Regions from separate parts of the Bos taurus genome. Here region 1 is linked to region 2. Evidence: chromatin contacts called from public Hi-C data. All regions are on one chromosome and are shown on one strand. The core of a region is the stretch at or near the end of the contact, and the rest is flanking DNA. Distances in the headings are between cores, read along the strand shown. Region 1 has its middle 7.4 kb from the start of VPS4B. Region 2 has its middle 240 kb from the start of PHLPP1.

Region 1 (6,659 bases), core at 2,833-5,332, 390 kb before region 2:
TGGCAAAGTAATGTCTCTGCTTTTGAATATGCTATCTAGGTTGGTCATAACTTTCCTTCCAAGGAGTTAGCGTCTTTTACTTTCATGGCTGCAGTCACCATTTGCAGTGATTTTGGAGCCCCCAAAAATAAAGTCTGACACTGTTTCCACTGTTTCCCCATCTATTTCCCATGAAGTGATGGGACGGGATGCCATGATCTTAGTTTTCTGAATGTTGAGCTTTAAGCCAACTTTTTCACTCTCCACTTTCACTTTCATCAAGAGGCTTTTGAGTTCCTCTTCACTTTCTGCCATAAGGGTGGTGTCATCTGCATGTCTGAGGTTATTGATATTTCTCCCGGCAATCTTGATTCCAGCTTGTGCTTCTTCCAGTCCAGCATTTCTCATGATGTACTCTGCATATAAGTTAAATAAACAGGGTGACAATATACAGCCTTCACGTACTCCTTTTCCTATTTGGAACCAGTCTTGTTCCATGTCCAGTTCTAACTGTTGCTTCCTGACCTGCATACGAATTTCTCAAGAGGCAGATCAGGTGGTCTGGTATTCCCATCTCTTTCAGAATTTTCCACAGTTTCTTCAGGGCTCCCCAGTCCTGCCTCAAGATCCCTCTCCACCCAGAATATCACCCTCACTCAGCGTTCAGACATTCACCACAGTGCCCCGTGTCGTTCAGCTGGTAATTAAGTCATGACACATACACAAAACCACAGCCGATTCTTATTTTCTGACATAATGATATCTCTTCAAAAACGTATGCAGGTGCAAGTATATGCACTTTGAAAAGGAAAATGGAAACAAAGCTTAAGTTCTCAACAGATTTGCTAAAATTGATAATAATTGCCGGGGTCCAGCCACGGTGGATCCAGGGAAATTCGAAGGGGAGACGGCTTCGGTGATCAGGATACGATAGCTTTAATTAAATATTAATTAGAGATATAAAGAGTAGTAGAATGAGGATAGCTCAGTAGGAAAATTCAGTGGAGAAAAGAGGCTGAATAACTTGGTTTACGTGGAAAGCTAATAAAATTCCAGGGCAAGGAATTTACGTCACCTATGTAGGCTTCAGGCGTCCTCCCGTTCTCTGGAAGGAGAGGAGACACTAAGGCCTCCCTGGTCAGATCTTAGAAGCCCAGGCATAATTAGTAGGCTTGACGAGCCTCCACGTTCCAGATGGGGATTCAGCCAGAAGATGAGAGAAAGAACGACATGGGGAGACCAGTCTTTCGAGGAACTTATCCCATTTTTTATTTTTCCAGGGTCTGTTTTTATACACTGAGATGTTATACAAAAGTCACGCGGGGTCGGCAGTCCTGACTTTTATTAAAGTCAGGTGCTTCATACAAATGTATACAGAGGTCTTAGGGGTGTTACATCATCTTCTGGCCAGGGGGCCTGCTGACAATTTATGACCCTCTTCTTGTGACAGCGGTCAGTCAACCAGAACACTTATTTCTCCAGGGGTGATTATTCTTAAAACAGACGCCACCTTCCAAAGGTACCAGATAAAGTTACATTCCTATAGGGTGGGGATGTAGTGGGTTTTAATTAAGGAAAGAATTTGCTTAGCCTAAGGTCTAACGTGATTAATATCAAAGGTTAATACTTATTTCTTCTATATATTCATTAATGTGTATAAGGGCAGGGGATGTGGAAACTTAGCAGCAAACATTGGCCCAACAAGTGAAAAACCCTTCACCAATACAGTTTCTAACCAATCTTCTAACAGCTCAGAGGAATCTGTATTCAGACAGTTTAGAGCATCTCATGCCTCTCACGGTTGTGAAATAAAACACCCTTGTCACGTCCAGGAACTTTATTAACTGGAGCTGTAATTTAACTCTTTTTCAGAGAGAGGTGGTAGGGGACAGCCCCCCGTAAAGTCAGAGGTGTAGGTGAGAGCACAAAGCAGAAAGTAGGCAGACTCTGGTTTGGGGGTAGAAGCTCGAGAATTTCCAGGGGGACTCCTGAGGCTTGATCCCGCCTTTGCGTGTGCCGAGCCTCCTTCCTCATGACCTTTGCCACGGGCGGAGCTCCTCACACTGGCTCCTGGCAAATAATGAACTTCTAAAAGAGTGAAGAGAGAATGACACTATTTTCAGCAGCAGAAGGAAAAAAAACACCACTAAACGGATATCATATTGGAACCCTCGCCTGTAAAACACATAATTGCTACTCTAAGAACGTGCTCATTTTCTTTCTGCTTAATCTTGTGGTAGAGTTGATTTAATTTAGCAATCATGTCGGACAATGAACAACTAAATTAGACTATAATTCTTGGGAAAATATTGGTGTAGATAACAAAATCCAAAATTCCTTTGCTATTCTATACAGTCATTACTGGATGACAGCATTCTTGCTATCTGGAAGTTGGTGCCGTCCTGTGCTGGGTGTTAGTCAAGATAGTAGCTAAATTCTTCTCCTAAAACTAGTCCATGAGAAATAAATGGAAGTTTATTTTTGAACTAAAAATGATTCCACCCCAACAAATCTCACCCCGGATCTGTGCGTTTGTTTGGCAATAGCAAACGTGAGAGATTTTACCTGCTCGAAAGACGACTGGGATGTCATTCTGGAGAAGGAGCTCTCAGTGGACAGCAAAGGCTTCTATGTGTAAACCAATTTTGCTGCTAGAATATGTATCGATCTGCATATTTCTAAGATACAGAGAAGCTGTTCCTCTTTCTAAACCAGATGCTTCCACTCCACACAATTTCCAAGGCAGTGATGGTTCATGAAGTCTTTCTTTCTAAGCATCTGTCGTTATTCATTCCACGTTTTTTTCCTTTTTGGTGAGGCATAGTTGATTTACAATATTGTACTAGTTTCAGACGTACAACATAGTGATTCGAAGTTTTTGTAGATTATACTCCATTTAAAGTCATTATAAAATATTGGCCATACCCCCTGTGCTGTGCAGTATATCTTTGTAGTTTATTTTACGTATAGCAATTTATACTTTGGGAACCGCTGATTTGTTCTCTGTATCTGTTATTCTGCTCCTGTTTTGCTATACTCACCTGTTGGGTCTGTTTTTAGATCCCATATATAGTAATAAATTACCGCTTTCCTCTTTCTCTGCCAGTTACTCCATTTTTCTAATTATCTTAATTAATGTGATACTGATCAGAGCCCTGCAAAACATAAATAGAGAACCAACAGAATATGGTAAAGGTGAAGGGATTTTGTGGATGTGATGAAGGTCCCTAATAATTTGGCCTGGAGTTAATCAAGGTTATCCTGGATGGGTCTGACCTAATCAGGAAAACCCTTTAAGAGAGAGTCTGAGTCTTCCCTGAAGCCAGAGACTTGAAGCAGCCAAGATCCTGTGTGTGTGTGAGTGTGTGTGTGTGTTTTCTTGGCTTTGATAAACTAAGCTACTATGAATTTGGCCAACAACTTCAGGGAGCTTAAAAGTAGCGTGCATGCGTGCTTAGCTGCTCAGTTGTGTCTGACTCTTTTCAATCCCATGGACTGCAGCCCACCAGGCTGCTCTGTCCTTGAGAGTCTCCAGGCAAGAACACTGGAGTGGGTTGCCATCTTCTCCTCCAAGGGATCTTCCTGACCAAGGATTGAACCCACATCTCTTACATCTCCTACATTAGCAGCTGGGTTCTTTACCACAAACGCCACCTGGGAAGCCCATCTAAGTGCCCACCGTCTGGAGAATGATCACCTAGCTTGCAAAACTGTTGAAGGCGGGCCCCTCACCTTTCCTCCTGAGCAGATGCCTTAGAGCACGTTCACCGTAGACCAGCCACTTCACCGCAGACCAGCCACAGTGAAGAATGGACACTTCCGGCCATACGCCCATCCTCAGAGGGCTGACTGACGTTGATGGGCTGGTTCCTAAACCCACTAACAGTCCAGAACCCTCTGTAGCTTCATATGAATAAAATGAACAACAGTAAGCGGGCAGGGGTTGGGCCTCCAGGTGACCAGCATGTTCAGAAAGGTATGCTGCCTGAAGCGGAGAGCAGGTTTCCAGCCTGAGAACCCCGATGAGTCACTCCCTTCACGTGGTCAGCTGGCGATGCTTTGTCTGCCTTATTGCTGTGTCCGGGTCAGGGAGGGAGCGGGTGACTCAGCAAGCAGAAACCTGATCCCGGGTGGACGTGAAGAGCTGCCCTGCTCATGCTGTAAGGGCTTCAGACTGTGCACTTCCTTTAGGGAGCCTGAGGGAGACAGATTGTTCCTGGACGGATTGATGGTGAGACCCTGCAGAAGGGTGAGTCCACAGATGCCATCTGCCAACCAACCAACCTCCCAAATCGCTAAAGATCATTCACAAGGAGACTTCACTTCATTTAACAAACCCTGGCTATGGGCTTCCCAAGGGGCGCTAGTGATAAAGAACCCGCCAGCCAGTGAAGGAGACGTAAAGACAGGCGTTCCATCCCTGGGCGAGGAAGATCCCCTGGAGGAGGGCATGGCAACCCACTCCAGTATCCTTGCCTGGAGAATCCCATGGACAGAGGAGCCTGGCGGGCTACAGCCCATAGGGTCGAAAAGAGTCGGACACGACTAAAGTGACTTAGCGTGCATGCACAGCATGTGAGCAAAACCGTGTGTGTGCGTGGGGAACAAGGGCACAGGGCCGGCTCAGTTCAGTCGCTCAGTCGTGTCCGACTCTTTGTCAGAGGAGGAGGTTATAAAATGAATAAGGTGACATCTTAGCCCATACTGACCTTACAGTCTAGAAAGGAGGAACACTGTGAAGTCGTCTCGTGGACAACAATTTTTGAGTATCTATTATGTTCCAGACACTGTATTCGGCACTTAGCTTCATTACCTGAGGACAATTTAAGGTCCCAAAGTTATGAAAGTTTAAAGAGTTTTTGAAGGTGTCCTGAGCAAGAGACACTGAAACAGGTCCTTTGAATAGGTACGATTTCAACAGGCTGAATGGGTGAACGCAATCGAGGGATGGAGGGTGTACTAATCAAAGTCCAAATTAGAGCTGTGCTTCAGGAATGCGGAATCGCCATTTGGCTCAGGAGATCCTCCTTCCTGAAACGTCAGGCTGTTGAAGTAGCCTCTTGCTTGACCTTCCTGGCTCCTCTCTCTCCCTGGTCCCTCCTACAAATACATTTTCATAAAACCAATACAGGTCTCCCTTGCTTTTTGAAAAGTTGCTCTGCACCACTTTGCTTTCATAAAAGATCTGCATCGGTACCTGTTTTTGCTAACTGAAAGCAATCTGAAGAGGAGTTTTACTTTCATGAAAAAGTCAGGGGAAAAAAATATCATTTACAGTTTGTTTTGCAATGAATTGTAGAGATAAGCAGGCTTCTCTTGTGGCTCAAATGGTAAAGACTCTGCCTCCATGCAGGAGACCCAGGGTCCAATCCTTGTGTCGGGAAGATCCCCATGGAGAAGGGCATGGCAATCCACTCCAGTATTCTTGCCTGGAGATTCCATGGACAAAGAAGTCTGGCGGGCTACAGCCCATGGGGTCGTAAAGAGCTGGACACAACTAAAGCGACTTAGCACAGCAGCACAGCATATACCATACTTCTCTCAAGTACTCAGTTCAGTTCAGTTCAGTCTCTCAGTCGTGTCCGACTCTTTGCAACCCCATGGACTGCAGCACGCCAGGCCTCCCTGTCCACCACCAACTCCCAGAGCTTACTCAAACTCATGTCCTTGAGTAGGTGATGCCATCCAACCATCTCATCCTCTGTCGTCCCCTTCTCCTGCCCTCAATCTTTCCCAGCATCAGGGTCTTTTCAAATGAGTCCGTTCTTTGCATCAGGTGGCCAAAGTACTGGGGTTTCAGTTTCAGCATCAGACCTTCCAATGAATATTCAAGACTGATTTCCTTTAGGATGGACTGGTTGAATCTCCTTGTCATCCAAGAGTCTTCTCCAACACCACAGTTCAAAAGCATCAATTCTTCAGAGCTCAGCTTTCTTTCTAGTCCAGCTCTCACATCCATACATGACTACTGGAAAAACCATAGCCTTGACTAGACAGACCTTTGTTGGCAAAGTAATGTCTCTGCTTTTTAATATGCTATCTAGGTTGCTCTTTCTTCCAAAGAGCAGGCGTCTTTTAATTTCATGACTGCAGTCACCATCTGCAGTGATTTTAGAGCCCCCCAAAATAAAGTCTCTCACTGTTTCCACTCTTTTCCCATCTATTTGCCATGAAGTGATAGGACCAGATGCCATGATCTTTGTTTTCTGAATGTAGAGTTTTAAGTCATTTCTTAAAGACATTTCTTATGTACTTCTGGTCATCAAATATGTGTAGACTTTTCCTCATACCCAGCAACTTTCGACATGAGCTGAGTGTCTTAAAATTTAATTCAATTCTGACACTGGAGACAGCGTCAGATCCCACACATGGAGGGCCAAGTCCCACAAGACTGCCTTCCTGCCCCCAGCCCCCCAACACACACCCTCCTCAGATGCCAGTCACAAGCCTGGTATGTTACCTGTGCTTCTGGCTGTAGATCAGAGTTTACAGTGACCCTCCTTCACAGATTCGATTAATTTGCAAAGCAGCTCACAGGACTCAGAAAAACATTTAACTCATTTTCATCAGTTTACTATAAAAAGTTTGGATAAAGGATACAGGTAAACATCCAGACAGACGAGGTGCACAGGGCCGGGTGTGTGGGAACACAGGGCCGGGTGTGCAGGGAACACGGGGCT
Region 2 (6,239 bases), core at 2,014-4,513:
TAACCCTTTGGCTGGCTTTTGGAGCCTGCCCTGGTACTCACTTTCTGTCGGCACGTGCCTTCACTTCTGACTCCCTGCTGAGAAGGCTGTTTTCAGGGGGCTGTGTTGCTTTGCAGGCAAGCCCGTTTGTTTTTTAATCTCTGGTTTCTTTATCAAGAGAGATTTAATCTCTTTTCCCTCTCTGGTGTTCTGCAATTTTATTTTCATCTGTAGGTGTGCCTATATTTTTACTTGTATTACTCAGGACTCCCTACCACTTGAGTATGAAGGATCATGTCTTCTGTTAATTCTTTAAAAAACAAACAAACAAAAAAGAACTCAGCCAGTATCTCTTTGAGGATTGCCACTGTCTCATTGTTTCTCTTCCAGCTTAAAATTCCTATCAAGGATATGACAGTTCATGTTATTCTATCCTTCATGCCTCTTAAGCTCTCTTTAATATTTTCAATCTCCCCTTGGCTCCATCTTCCAATTAAAAACTTTTCCTTTAGCTGTGTCTAAGCTGCTGCTTAACCCTATCCACTGAGTGTTTTATTTAAATAATCCTATTTTTCATTTCTACAAGTTCTGTTTGGCTCTTCTTCGAATCTATCTGGTCATATCTATCTCCATTTATTACTTGCTCATCTGTGGTTTATATTTTAAATGCATTACTCCATGCTTTCTGAATATTCTATTACCTAAAAGCTACAATGTTTGCTGTGGACACTTAACTCTTGATGACTGTGTCCTCTAGCATTTTATAATTAATCATCTTTACTGTAAGCTTGTCTTCCACAGGGAGGATCACGTTTTGTTCTCTGCGAGAATCCTGTGTGATGTGGAACACAGCAGCGTCCCTGCAAAGTGGTTTTGGTTTTGCTGTTGCCAGCTGCTTGGGGGGAGCCGGAGGAGCTAAAAGTGACCACATCGATACAGCCTCTCGGGTCCGTTTTCCTCAGTTGAGCCTTGGAACCTCCTCTTCTGCTTGCATAGCCCCCCAGACACATTCCTATGGCACCTCAGACCACACTCTGTTTTCAGGTCATGTGTCTGTTTCCTCAATTAATCTCTGAGCCCCTCAACATTCATCAAATCTGACACAGAGCTCATAAACATCTGCTGACTGAAGCAACTTGGAGAAAGAAGTCCTCAGAGCCTCAGATTTTTTGAATGGGATGTTATCTTTCATCCTCACTTTACAGAACTGGGGGGAGATAAGCCTTCAGGGTCAAAAAGTACTTTAATTCAACCCACAAGATCACTGCATCAAATGCTTGAAAGTGTTAGTTGCTCAGTCGTGTCCAACTCTTTGTCAACCCATGGACTGCAGTCCACCAGGCCTCTCTATCCATGGATTCTCCAGGAAAGAATACTGGAGTGGGTTGCCATTCCCTTCTCTGGGGATATTCCCCATGCAGGGATTGAACCTGGGTCTCTTGCATTGCAGATTGGTTCTTTACCATCTGAACCCCCAGGGAAGGCCCATATTCCTGGCATGAGAGAACCAACTACAAGGCGCTCACCAGGTATAAGGCGCCCACAGAGGTACGCCGCTGCACCCCACTGTGCTGGTGACGGGGCCACCATGCACTACTGTCTGCTTCCCTCGTGCTTTGTGAGGCAGGAATGGTTTCAGTGGAAAAGTCCATCATGCAGTAAAACAGGCTCTGAGAAGTAACAAACTCTTGAGAGTCCCTTGGACTGCAAGGAGATCAAACCAATCAATCCTAAAGGAAATCAACCCTGAATATTCACTGGAAGGACTGATGCTGAAGCTGAAGCTCCTATACTTTGGCCACCTGATGCGAAGAGCTGACTCACTGGAAAAGACCCTGGTGCTGGGAAAGACTGAAGGCAGGAGGAGAAGGGGACAGAGGATGAGATGGTTGGATGGCATCACTGACTCGATGGACATGAGCCTGGGAAAACTCCAGGAGACAATGGAGAACAGCGAATCCTGGCGTGCTGCAGTCCATGGGGTGCAGAGTCATACACGACTGAGCGGCTGAACAACAAGTAACAATTTCAAACTTTTCTGAGATCAAGACTGGACCTGAGGTTGATTCCCTTCTAAATCAAATAGCAGCAGCCAAAAGAGCAGCTCAGTGAGGGTTCTCTGAAGACAGTGACCCTATACACGGGCACACGTAAGCCAGAAACACGTGCTAAACAGCAGGTCTGAGTGAATTTTGACTCACTGAGTTCCAGTTACAGGCAGGGTTCCATCTAATACTCAACACTCTATCTGTGAAATACAAACTACCTCCGAATACCAGAAGCTCTTGATAGTGGTAAAGCCATCCTTGTGCAACGCTTGTTCTTTTTTTTAACTCACGCGCTCTGCGGTGGGAAAGGACTGGGGCCGCAGTGGTTTCACCGGCTCCAAAGAGCTGTCTTCCTCTGCCCCCTAGTGGCCTCATGACAAATTCTAAGACCCTCCACGTTGTTCTTGGTCTATTCTTACTGTTTTCATCATTGCTCATGAAAAAAACTTTTCTTAATCTTGCTGCAACCTCGAAGTTTCCTACAAGTGAAATGAATGAAGGGGGGCTTTACTGGAAACTGTCTGCAGTCAGAGGCATCGTGCTAGAATTCAGGAAGTGATCCCCTCCCCTCCCCTTGCAGGCTGCGTCCTCGGCTTCCCATCCTTGGTGTAAACATTTTCCGGGGCAGCTGTTTGCCATCTGGGAAGCCCCTGCTCAACAGCTCCACCCAGTCCGACCTAGCATGACCCTAGCATGACCACCTCTTTCCCAGCGGCCCTGTGCGACCCAGCCCTTCCCACATCAGAGCCAAGCCCGCCCTCGCAGGATGCGGGCACCCCTCAGCCACCCCAGTCTCCCATCCAAACCAGGACGGGGCCCTCTCGTTTGCCTGGACGCCTGTGCTCTGACAGCTCATCAGTGCAGGGGACATCTGGGGGAACCGGATGCTGGCCCTGAGCGCAGCGTTCATGATATGGTCCAAACCACACCAGCCAGGTACTTCTGGGGAGGTACAGACCTCGCAAACACGTCATTATCCATGGCATCACATCTGCACTAGCTTCTCATCAAACAGGGCGTCTGACCGGCTCCTGCTGAGCTTGAGTCACCCTCACATCTCCAGGGGCCAGCTCAGCCCGCCCTCATCCAGTCCTCCTCACTTTGGCTTCTCTTTTCCATATAATCGTGGGAACTTTCTGTTCATCCCTGCTTTCTGCCGGGGGATGGGATCACAGTGTGACCATAAAGGGAGCTTCCGTCTGAAGGATGCTGACCACAGGGCAGGGCACGTCCTGACAGCAGAGAGACAGGCTGGCCCAGGGGCCAAGAACCCAAAGCGCACTCTTGGCCCCGACCCTCTCTGCTCAGCAGTGGCGTGGAATCCGCCTGACCACACGCTTGGGAGAGTTGAAGGAGGGGAAAGCGCTTTCCAGAGAGAAGATAGTGTAACCTTGAATGGACAGCTGAAGGATACTAGACAGTCTTAGAAACTTTTTCCAGAAAACCACACGATGTTCAGGAAATTAGCTCTCCAGTTGCCAGCTGGTGGGAACCTCGGTTCATAAATCCACTTGCGTAAGAAATACTGCCTTTCTCTAGTCTCCTTAATCCAATTCTGAATCTCTGTATTGGTTTCCTAGGGTTGCTACGATACTGTGAACCACTGTGTGGTTTGAACAATAAAAATGTATTAACACAACACTGAATCAACTACACACCCCTGAAAAAGTCAACTACACACCCCTGAAAAAATCAACTACACACCCCTGAAAAAATCAACTACACACCCCTGAAAAAATCAACTACACACCCCTGAAAAAATCAGCTACACACCCCTGAAAAAATCAACTACACACCCCTGAAAAAATCAACTACACACCCCTGAAAAAATCAACTACACACCCCTGAAAAAATCAACTACACACCCCTGAAAAATCAACTACACAGCCCTGAAAAAATCAACTACACACCCCTGAAAAAATCAACTATACACCCCTGATAAAATCAACTATACACCCCTGAAAAATCAACTATACACCCCTGAAAAAAATCAACTATACACCCCTGAAAAAATCAACTATACACCCCTGAAAAAATCAACTACACACCCCTGAAAAAATCAACTACACACCCCTGAAAAATCAACTATACACCCCTGAAAAAATCAACTATACACCCCTGAAAAAATCAACTACACACCCCTGAAAAAATCAACTACACACCCCTGAAAAAATCAACTACACACCCCTGAAAAAATCAACTACACACCCCTGAAAAAATCAACTACACACCCCTGAAAAATCAACTACACACCCCTGAAAAAATCAACTACACACCCCTGAAAAAATCAACTACACACCCCTGAAAAAATCAACTACACATCCCTGAAAAAATCAACTACACACCCCTGAAAAATCAACTACACACCCCTGAAAAATCAACTACACACCCCTGAAAAAATCAACTACACACCCCTGAAAAAATCAACTATACACCCCTGAAAAATCAACTATACACCCCTGAAAAAGGATGTCCTCTCACTGCTCTGGAGCTCATGGTGTTCCCTGTGTCTCTTCGTCCAAATTTCCTCTCCTGTAAGGACACCAGGCATCACGGATTAGGGCCCACCCTAGTGACCTCATTGTAACTTGCTCACCTTTATAAAGACCTTATTTCCAAATAAGGTCACATTCTGAAGTACTACAGGTTAGACTTCAAAATATCTTTTCAGAGGACACAATCCAACCCTTAAAAATCGCCATCCACCAAGTTAACAGGAAACGCAACCTTGACCACCATTAATTAGCTACTCGTGCGCACACACACACACCCATATCCTCTAGCCCAAGACTGAGCTTCTAATGTTTGGGGCCAACCCAGAGCACCTGGGAGACACCTGTGTTCCTTCGTCTTTCCTGGTTGCTGCTGAGTGCCCAAGCTTACTCTGTCTCCAAACCAGTGGCCAGCCACTCGCGCTTTGCTTGAGGGCTCCCATCTCTGTCACTGTTGGCAACTCCGGTGTCCAGGGCCCAGGCGATGTGGCATCCCACATGGGAACCTTTTAGAGCATTGCCACTTCACCAGAGACCTGGCTCTTGATAGTCTTGAGCCTACCAACTTCTTTCCTCTTCCCTCTTGAAGCCCCTAAAGGCAACTCCTCAAGCAATTCCAAAGAAACAGAGCTACTGGCACTAAGCAGACTGATCTTCGAATTTCCCCCGTCTCTCAGAGCCTCTCTGGTGCATGAAATGGAGGCAGGGGAAGATAGAAGATGAAGAACAAAGCTCGTATATCAACGCGTTACCCCACCAGGCTTCTGACTGCATGCCCAAGGAATAAGCCACAAGCCAATTCACTGACCAAAGCCAAGCTGGCTGGGGACCACAGACCTGAACACAGGCTCGCTCTTTCCTCCACATTCAGCTCCAGGACACCTGTGGGCCCAGGCGTATGATGCTGGGACCTGCAGGTGACCAAGGATGAGTGAGTTCTTCTGGGGTCCCAAAACTCAGGGTCATCTGTGAGTTGGACACAGAGCCTGGAGCAAGAACCAGGAGACAGTTTGAGAAGAGATGGGTGTTGAGGGGCCCAACGTCTCTCCTGAAGAAGAGGGGACCATGCGCTTGGGCAGGGTCACTACGGTATGATCAGAAATACTTGGTATCTCACGGGGATTGGTTTCAGGGGGCCCCCACTCCCACTGACTACCCAAATCTGTGGATGTTCAAGTCCCTTATAGAAAATAGCACAGTATTTGTATATAACCTACGCACATCCTCCTGTATATTTTAAATCATCTCTAGATTACTTCTCACACTTAATGCTATGTAAATACTTGGAGGTACATGGAAAACTCCAGTTTTGTTTTTTGGAAGTTTCCAGAATTGTTTTGATCTATTCAAGTAGACATTTGTTTGTTCATGTTCATAGGAGCATTATTCACAATAGCCAAAAGACGGAAGCAAACTGTTGCCCATCAATGGATAAATGGATACACAAAAATGTGGTCTACGCATACGATATCCTTCAGCCTTGCAAAGAAAGGAAACTGATACCCATTACAACATAGAGGAGCCTTGAGGACATTATTAAGTGAAATAAGCAGACATGAAAGGACAAGCATTGGCGGCTCCACCTCTCCGAGGCGTCTGCAGAGTCAGATTCACAGAAAGCACAAGTTCCTAGGAGACAAGGGAAAATGGGAGTTGCTATTTGATGGGTATAGAGTGTGTTTCAGAAGATGAAAACGTCCTGGAGATCTGTTGCACAACA

The links. A called contact is a pair of places that touch in the nucleus more often than the background predicts.
Region 1: a Hi-C map of an unstated tissue shows a contact between it and region 2, with 3 times the contacts expected there. The contact joins two enhancer-like sites. A contact is called at or near these places in 4 of 11 Hi-C or Micro-C datasets (liver, skeletal muscle, skin fibroblasts and 1 more).

Annotation. Positions count from the first base shown.
Region 1 is chr24:61,690,349-61,697,007 of ARS-UCD2.0, reverse strand. No RefSeq gene overlaps it. Among named protein-coding and RNA genes, the nearest start is that of VPS4B, 7.4 kb to the right of the region's middle. Within about 2 kb of position 4,082, at least 22 of the 102 cell types and tissues checked have an H3K27ac peak or open chromatin away from gene starts, as enhancers often do.
Region 2 is chr24:61,296,860-61,303,098 of ARS-UCD2.0, reverse strand. No RefSeq gene overlaps it. Among named protein-coding and RNA genes, the nearest start is that of PHLPP1, 240 kb to the right of the region's middle. Within about 2 kb of position 3,263, at least 18 of the 102 cell types and tissues checked have an H3K27ac peak or open chromatin away from gene starts, as enhancers often do.